Regions from separate parts of the Sus scrofa genome. Here region 1 is linked to region 2. A link is a contact called in public HiChIP or PLAC-seq data. All regions are on one chromosome and are shown on one strand. The core of a region is the stretch at or near the end of the contact, and the rest is flanking DNA. Distances in the headings are between cores, read along the strand shown.

The links. HiChIP or PLAC-seq counts read pairs in DNA pulled down with a chosen protein or histone mark.
Region 1: a contact with region 2 is called in an H3K27ac HiChIP or PLAC-seq map of skeletal muscle, with 5 times the contacts expected there. The contact joins two enhancer-like sites. A contact is called at or near these places in 2 of 47 Hi-C or Micro-C datasets (epiblast stem cells and psoas muscle) and 1 of 2 datasets of contacts at active chromatin or transcription factors (skeletal muscle).

The regions. Positions count from the first base shown.
Region 1 is chr2:96,806,116-96,809,687 of Sscrofa11.1, forward strand. The region is part of intron 4 of LOC110259422 (a long non-coding RNA gene); the gene reads right to left. Among named protein-coding and RNA genes, the nearest start is that of MEF2C, 590 kb to the left of the region's middle. Within about 2 kb of position 1,641, at least 16 of the 83 cell types and tissues checked have an H3K27ac peak or open chromatin away from gene starts, as enhancers often do. A contact at or near this core is called in skeletal muscle, where this site is marked.
Region 2 is chr2:96,319,098-96,322,271 of Sscrofa11.1, forward strand. The region is part of intron 3 of LOC102159394 (a long non-coding RNA gene); the gene reads left to right. Among named protein-coding and RNA genes, the nearest start is that of MEF2C, 100 kb to the left of the region's middle. Within about 2 kb of position 1,859, at least 2 of the 83 cell types and tissues checked have an H3K27ac peak or open chromatin away from gene starts, as enhancers often do. A contact at or near this core is called in skeletal muscle, where this site is marked.

The DNA.
Region 1 (3,572 bases), core at 391-2,890, 490 kb after region 2:
AAAGACAAATCTTCTATGTACAAAATCTAAAATAGTCAAACTCATAGAAACAGGGTAAGACAGTGATTGCCAAGGTCCTATGGGGAGGGAAAAGGGGGTGGTGTCAGCAAAGGGTACATAGTCTGAGTTGTGCAAGATGAAAAAGGTCCACTCTACAGCATGGTGATTACAGTTAACAATACTATATTATACAGTGAAATTGGCTAAGAAGATAGATTTTAAATGAAGTCTTCTTACCACACCCACACAAGAGGTGATGGACATGTTAATTAGCTTGATTGTAATGCTCATTTCACTATGTATATGTATATCAAAACATCAATTTGTACACCTTAAATATGTACAATTTTTATGCCATTGATATCTCAAGAAAGCTGTTGAAAACTTATTTTTCTGACATGCCCATCATCTCATTCACCTCTGGTTACTCTTCTATCCTGCGGAACCCACAATGAAGATCTAGTGTCTTGATTAATCCAAGTGAAAATGAGGAATTTTTAACCCTCACAGTATCTTTGTTCTTTCTGATTAGTTTTTTTTTAAAGCTGTCTCTCCAAAATGAGTGGTAACTTTCAAACTTAATTTAAAAAGAAAAAGAAAAAGAAAAAGGAAGTATAATCATCTTCTAAGTGTAAGTCTGACAGTTTAGGTGCTCTGTCATTTCCTAGAGCAAGTCAGAAACACCTACTCCATGGATCCCAGGCAGTTTTACACTAAACTGTTTTTATTAATGAGAGCTCATTCAACCCCTCCAGTCTCTTGGCGGGAGCAGTCATAGAACTGGGTGGCTTGTGCCTGATTTAGATCAGCACATTGCGTGGCTATAGGATAGTGACACACTTCCTTGGGGCTCAGGATTGTGGAGGCAAGAGAATTTTACTAGGTAGCCCTTGTGGAAATCTGTGGTTTTCTACTTTTTCCAGGAACTGAAGGGCAACAAGAGTGAGTTGATCCTGACTGGAGACGTTGCCCAAAGGTCCATTAACAGGAGAGTATGTCTAGGGCAGAGCTGGCCATGCCTGCCAGAGGCCAGCCAGCATTCATGTGGTTTATCAAGATCATCCCTATGAATGTCACTGAGTAAACAGCACTTAAACTTCTTAAAATATCTCCTAAAAAACTAAAAGGAAATTGCACCAAGCATGGCATCTGGGAGTGAGGTACACAGCTGCTGAAGGCAGGAAACTTAAAGTGGCCTCTCCTCCCGCCACCACGAGCCGATTAGATTCCTTTCTGTATTTTTTAAGGTCTCATGATAATATATACAGATGAATGCAGAGTCTCAGATTTCTGACTTTCTCTGTTTTCTAAGCAGCCTAATCCAATAAGCTTCAAACTTTCCATTGGTGGCTGGTCTGACGATGCAAGCAGAAGGAACAGGTTGGTAGTTTGAAGAAAAAAAAAGAAGAGGGGGCAGAACAACTTCCAATTGCTTACAATTTACAGTTGGCTAAGCAGTAAACACAACTTCTAGATGTGCCAGCCTCCTCAAAACTGGCCATTTTTATCTCACTGTCTCCACTAGCTGCTCAAAGCCATAACCCAAAGTGCCCTAACAGAAAACCACTGGAGGGTGTGGTCTCTGCTTGTACCGGGTAATGAACAGGGAAGCTATTTATTTCTAGGGCATCTCTGTTCAGTGACTCATGTTTCGACTGGAAAATTGGCCACAGCTTTCTAGCAGCTCTTTCCTGCCAGCTCTCCTGGCATCCTACCCAGTGCTTCCACAGCCCCTCCCCCTTTCTCCTTGCCTGGTCTGCTTTTCTATTCCTAAAGCCCCCACTTAATAATAGTCATTGTTCCACGTTAACCTTGAGGATCTGGGAGGAAGGACATTGAAGGGCGTAGCTGTGTGCTATAATGAGCATTTGGCTCTATAGCAGGTGGAAAAGGCTTTGGGGATCTGGGCAGATTAGGAGGAGAGGGGGCTCTAGCAGATGTTGAAGCAAGATGATGTATTGCTGCTCACTCTGGGATTCAGACAATACCAGTGCAAAAGTAGAACAGGGAAAAGGGGGAAAAATTGATCCCTTTTGATACAAACTGGGCTAGAAACCAGACACACTTGAAACTGAGCATTTAAGAAAGACAAATTTGTTTCTAGGCCCTGGGTTTTTGCCTGTCTATTTTTTTTTTTCCTAATGGCAGATCAATTGCCAAATTGTTATTTTAATTTGAATGTTAACTACCTCCAGGGCTTGACTTATTTCCCATCAGCTAAAGGTTCCTATTAGTCTGACTTCTTTGTAGTAAAAGAAAAATAGAAATAGAAGCGTCAAAAACTTCATTTTAGCATGTGTTCAGAGCCAAGAAGCCATTTAAAGCAAAGGTGAATGACATTTAATTAATGATTGATCTTACCATTTGAAGAAACATATAATTAAAGATATTATTGTGCTTTGCACTAGGCAATACAATATTAAAGAAAATACTGATATAAACAAATGTTCCATTCACTTTACAAAGAATCTTAATAGATATATGCTGAATATTACTAGTCCTTTAATACTTATTTCAGTGTTTTATGAAATTCTTGATATGGAGATGGAGATAAATTAAGTGCTATGGTTTGTAAGGTTATTCACATATATTTTTACATACACTTATAGCCACACACACACACACACACACACACACACACACACACACACACATATACATGCAAAAGAGAGCAATTGGAACAGCCAGAGGATGAGTGGTCTAAGAGGCCAAGGTAGAAGCTGCAAGCCTCCCTGATCCAGTCTTAGAAGTCATGAAGTATCCTTCCAATCTCATGTTACTGGATTTAGGAGTCACTAAGGCCAGCCCAGATTCCACAGGAAGGAGAAGACTCTCCATAACTTGATGGGAAGTAGTAAGGTTACCCCTCATCGGAGCATGTGAGATTGGAAACTGCAGTTGTAGCCATTTTTGGAAAATGCAATGTGCAGTATGTCTTTCTTACAACACATAACAACCAGTTCTTGCATTTTTTTTTTGTCATCTTTTTAAGGCCACCCATGCCATATGGAGGTTCCCAAGCTAGGGGTCAAATCAGAACTGTAGCTGCTGGCCTACACCACAGCCATAGCAACTCAGGGATCTGAGCCTCATCTGCAACCTACACCACAGCTCAAGGCAACACTGGATCCTTAGCCCACTGAGCAAGGCCAGGGATCAAACCTATGAATACTAGTCAGATTTGTTTCCGCTGAGCCACAATGGGAACTCCAAGTTCTTGTATTTTTTTTTTAATTAGTGCCTTACTCCTTACAAATCCTGAAGATAAAATTATGTGCCAATCACAAAAAAATCTATGCATACCTGTAGATTTCAAAAGCATTGATGATTGGTGGTGGTATTAAAGTTTATCTTTTTGAAATGTGATAAATCAGTTTACATTTCAGTTTTGCCCCTTGGATGTGAGCATGGGGTAACTTTCTAAAATCCCTGAGGCAAATAAGGATGACAATAATACATGCTACATACAATTACTAGGGTCCAGTGACATATTACTCTTAAACTACACAAATTTCAGGCTATCAAAACATGTTTGTTGTCTATATGAATGTAGGCACTGTTTGTGACTACAA
Region 2 (3,174 bases), core at 609-3,108:
AGAAGGGAGGGAGAGATGGAGAGAATGAAAATGAATGTGAAATAGTCTGGAGGGGAAAAGCCAGAAAGGATCATGGTATGCAAAGGAGGTTTTCAGAACTTAAAGAAATGGAACAGTGGGGATATAAGATGAGGTTTCCTACCCAAGCATTTCCTACCCATGAGCAGGTTAATTAGTGAAAAATATTAGCTAAAAAATTCTTTTAGGAAAACTTAAAGATGAAAAGACACTTGAACTAGAAAGGGTGGTTGCTTTCATAAAACTCCTCATTTTCCACTCTAGATCCCCGTTTTCCTGTGAACACCTTTAAGTTGGACTAAAAAAAAGTAATTGAATTTCAACCACATGTGTAACTTTCAATTTTAACTGTTTTTATAAATAGAGGATAAACTAGATGTTTAAAATAAATTTTGGTACAGAGGTCCTGCCTTTTTACCTCTACATTATTATCTTTGACACTCAGCTAAGCTCTAGTCTGGAAGTATCAAAGCCCAGCTAGAAGGTGGAAGAAGGGTACCAGACCCATGGAATGTGTCTTTTAGAAATAGTGGCCATTCAGAAAAGGAAGCTGTTGATATTATCCCAAGTGTAGGATTACATGAAGATAAACTGCTATTGGGTGGGAAAAGACTGATACCTTAAGCATTTCAGAGTAGTTTTTTAAACCATAGAACACATTGAGCCTTTCCCTGTAAGATTTTTAACTAGCAACCAGCAAAAAAAATAAAAAAAATAAAAAAAATAAAGGAAAAAGGAAAGAGTGAGGGATATCTGGGGAATGAAAGAGGAAATAGCAAACCTACACCACAGCTCATGGCAATGCCAGATCCTTAACCCTCTGAGCAAGGCCAGGGATTGAACCCGCAACCTCATGGTTCCTAGTTGGATTCGTTAACCACTGAGCCACGATGGGAACTCCTACCATATAAATTTTTATATAATATTGAATAGATTTCCTTGTGCTCTCCAGTAGTTCCCTGTTGATTATTTTATATATAGTATTGTGTGTATATTAATCCCAAACATAATTTATTTCCCCCCCATGCACCTTTCTCCTTTGGTAACTGTATGTTTGTTTTCTATGTTGTGAGTTAAAACAGAAATATTTTACAGAACATTATGGATGTACTGGGTTAAATATAAATTTATTAAGATTATTTCATCTGTTTCCATTTACTTTTTCTTTTTTGGTTTTTTTGTTTGTTTGTTTGTTTGTTTGGCTTGCCTATGCCATGTGGAAGTTCCTGGGCCATGAATTGAATCCATACCACAGTGTCAACCTAGGCCTCTGCAGTGATTGCCAGGTCTTTAACTCATTGCACCACAAGGGAACTCCTCTACTTACTTTTTAATATGGGTACTGGAAAATTTAAAATTACCTATGTGACTTGCATTTATGGCTTGTGTTATATTTCTATTGCTGCTCTAGGCACCTCATCCAGTACTTTTCCAGAAAAATAAAGGGAAGGAAAACAGGAGGGAGAACTGGGTATCATGGAATTTGAAGCATTCTTTCTTTAACTGTCTCTGTTTTGTTCATTTCAATTCAATTCAATTAAAAAAGCTATTGAATAGCTAATATTTATGAAGATGGTTCTAGGCAATATGTTCAGCATCTTTTGAGGAGGGGGGAAAAGGATCATAACAGGGTGAGAGGATGTCTTTTCTGGACTTTTCTAACCAGATCCACATGAGAGGAAGCCCAGAAAAGATTCCCTCATTAGATCTGTTCTGACGGAACTGTTAAGTCGTGCAAATGGGCAGAACCTGAGATTTTCCTGTCTGGGTGGCTACACTGATCTCACACACCCAAGGGCATTTCAGAGCAGGTGCAGGAAGGGAGGCTGTGCTGTCTGTCATGCGGCCTGTCCAAGCGGATTCCACCCACACGGGGGAAGACCTTGGCCGAGGACAAACGTGTGAAGCACATTAAGGAAGAGCGGTATGAAAAACACAGCTCAGAGTAGGAGTGAAGGAAATGTTGAGAAACTAATGAACCATAAGATCTCTGTAATCGTCTCTTAATAGGCACATTGTTGAATAACACCGGTGTGTGTGCTAGGTTAGCTGTAACTTGCTACATCCGTTTTCAAGAGCTGCATGGCAGTGCGCACCTAATTCTTTGGAGGAGAGGACTGAACTCACTGTTGTCACTTCAAGCACACCCTAGTAATTATTGCCACAGATCCCAGTCTCAGAAAATATTAATATTTTTACAGTAACAGTTTTCAAAACCTGGAGTGCAACAAAAGAAAATTGAACTACTATTGCAGTTTTTCAAGGTTTGAGTGGAAGGGGGGAAATCGACTTGTGTTTTTTTTTTTTTTTTTTTTAACGAAATTCCACTTTTAAAATTCTGGATCTATTTGAAATCTGTCATTTAAAAATTAATAACTGTTTTCCTTTAACGCAGTCTGTGTAAAGAAACCGAATCCACTTCTGAACAGTTCTCCTGCCTTCCCAGATACATGGAAATTCACTACTGTTGCTGACAAACAAAATGCCACAAGATTTGTCATACAAATCACATTATAAGAGGTTCCAAAAACTTGACAACGTTGACAGTTGTTTTCAGCAAATGGCTGCTTTACTCTGTACTGTCAATGTTGATGTCCTTGTGCACATGTAAAAGAGCAATGTGATTAAGGCAAGCTTGTCCACGCTATATCTGAGCCAAGTTTTCCGTCTCCGCGTGGCACTGAAAGATTGCTCAGCTGTTGCAGATAAGGCAGGAATAGCTAGCAGATTTCTGCCATTTAAAAAAAAAAGAAAAAAAAAAACGTTCTCTGGGCATGCATTTCTGTAGGAATTTACCAACATCTGCTGCTGACCTAAAGTTTTCAGTAGAAGTGGCATATTTAATTTGTATAAGTAATTCACAACGGCATTGGTCAAGCCCTATTTCCTTTGAAGATGATGGGTTGCATTCACCAGGAAGAAATGAGTTGAAGTTTAATAACATTTATATTCCCTAAATTGTCATTGTAGTTTCAGGCCTCATACTTTTTTTTGGCTCATCTTACATTTATTTTCTTCATGTTCTCTAAATTATATTTCGGCAGGGAAACTTTTTAGAAAGAAGAATAAAGAGCTGAGAGATTTTGGTGATTCCACAGAAGGCCTACACTTCACACTTATCTTTTTTTTATAGGCTCTCTGAAAATGTTTGATTTT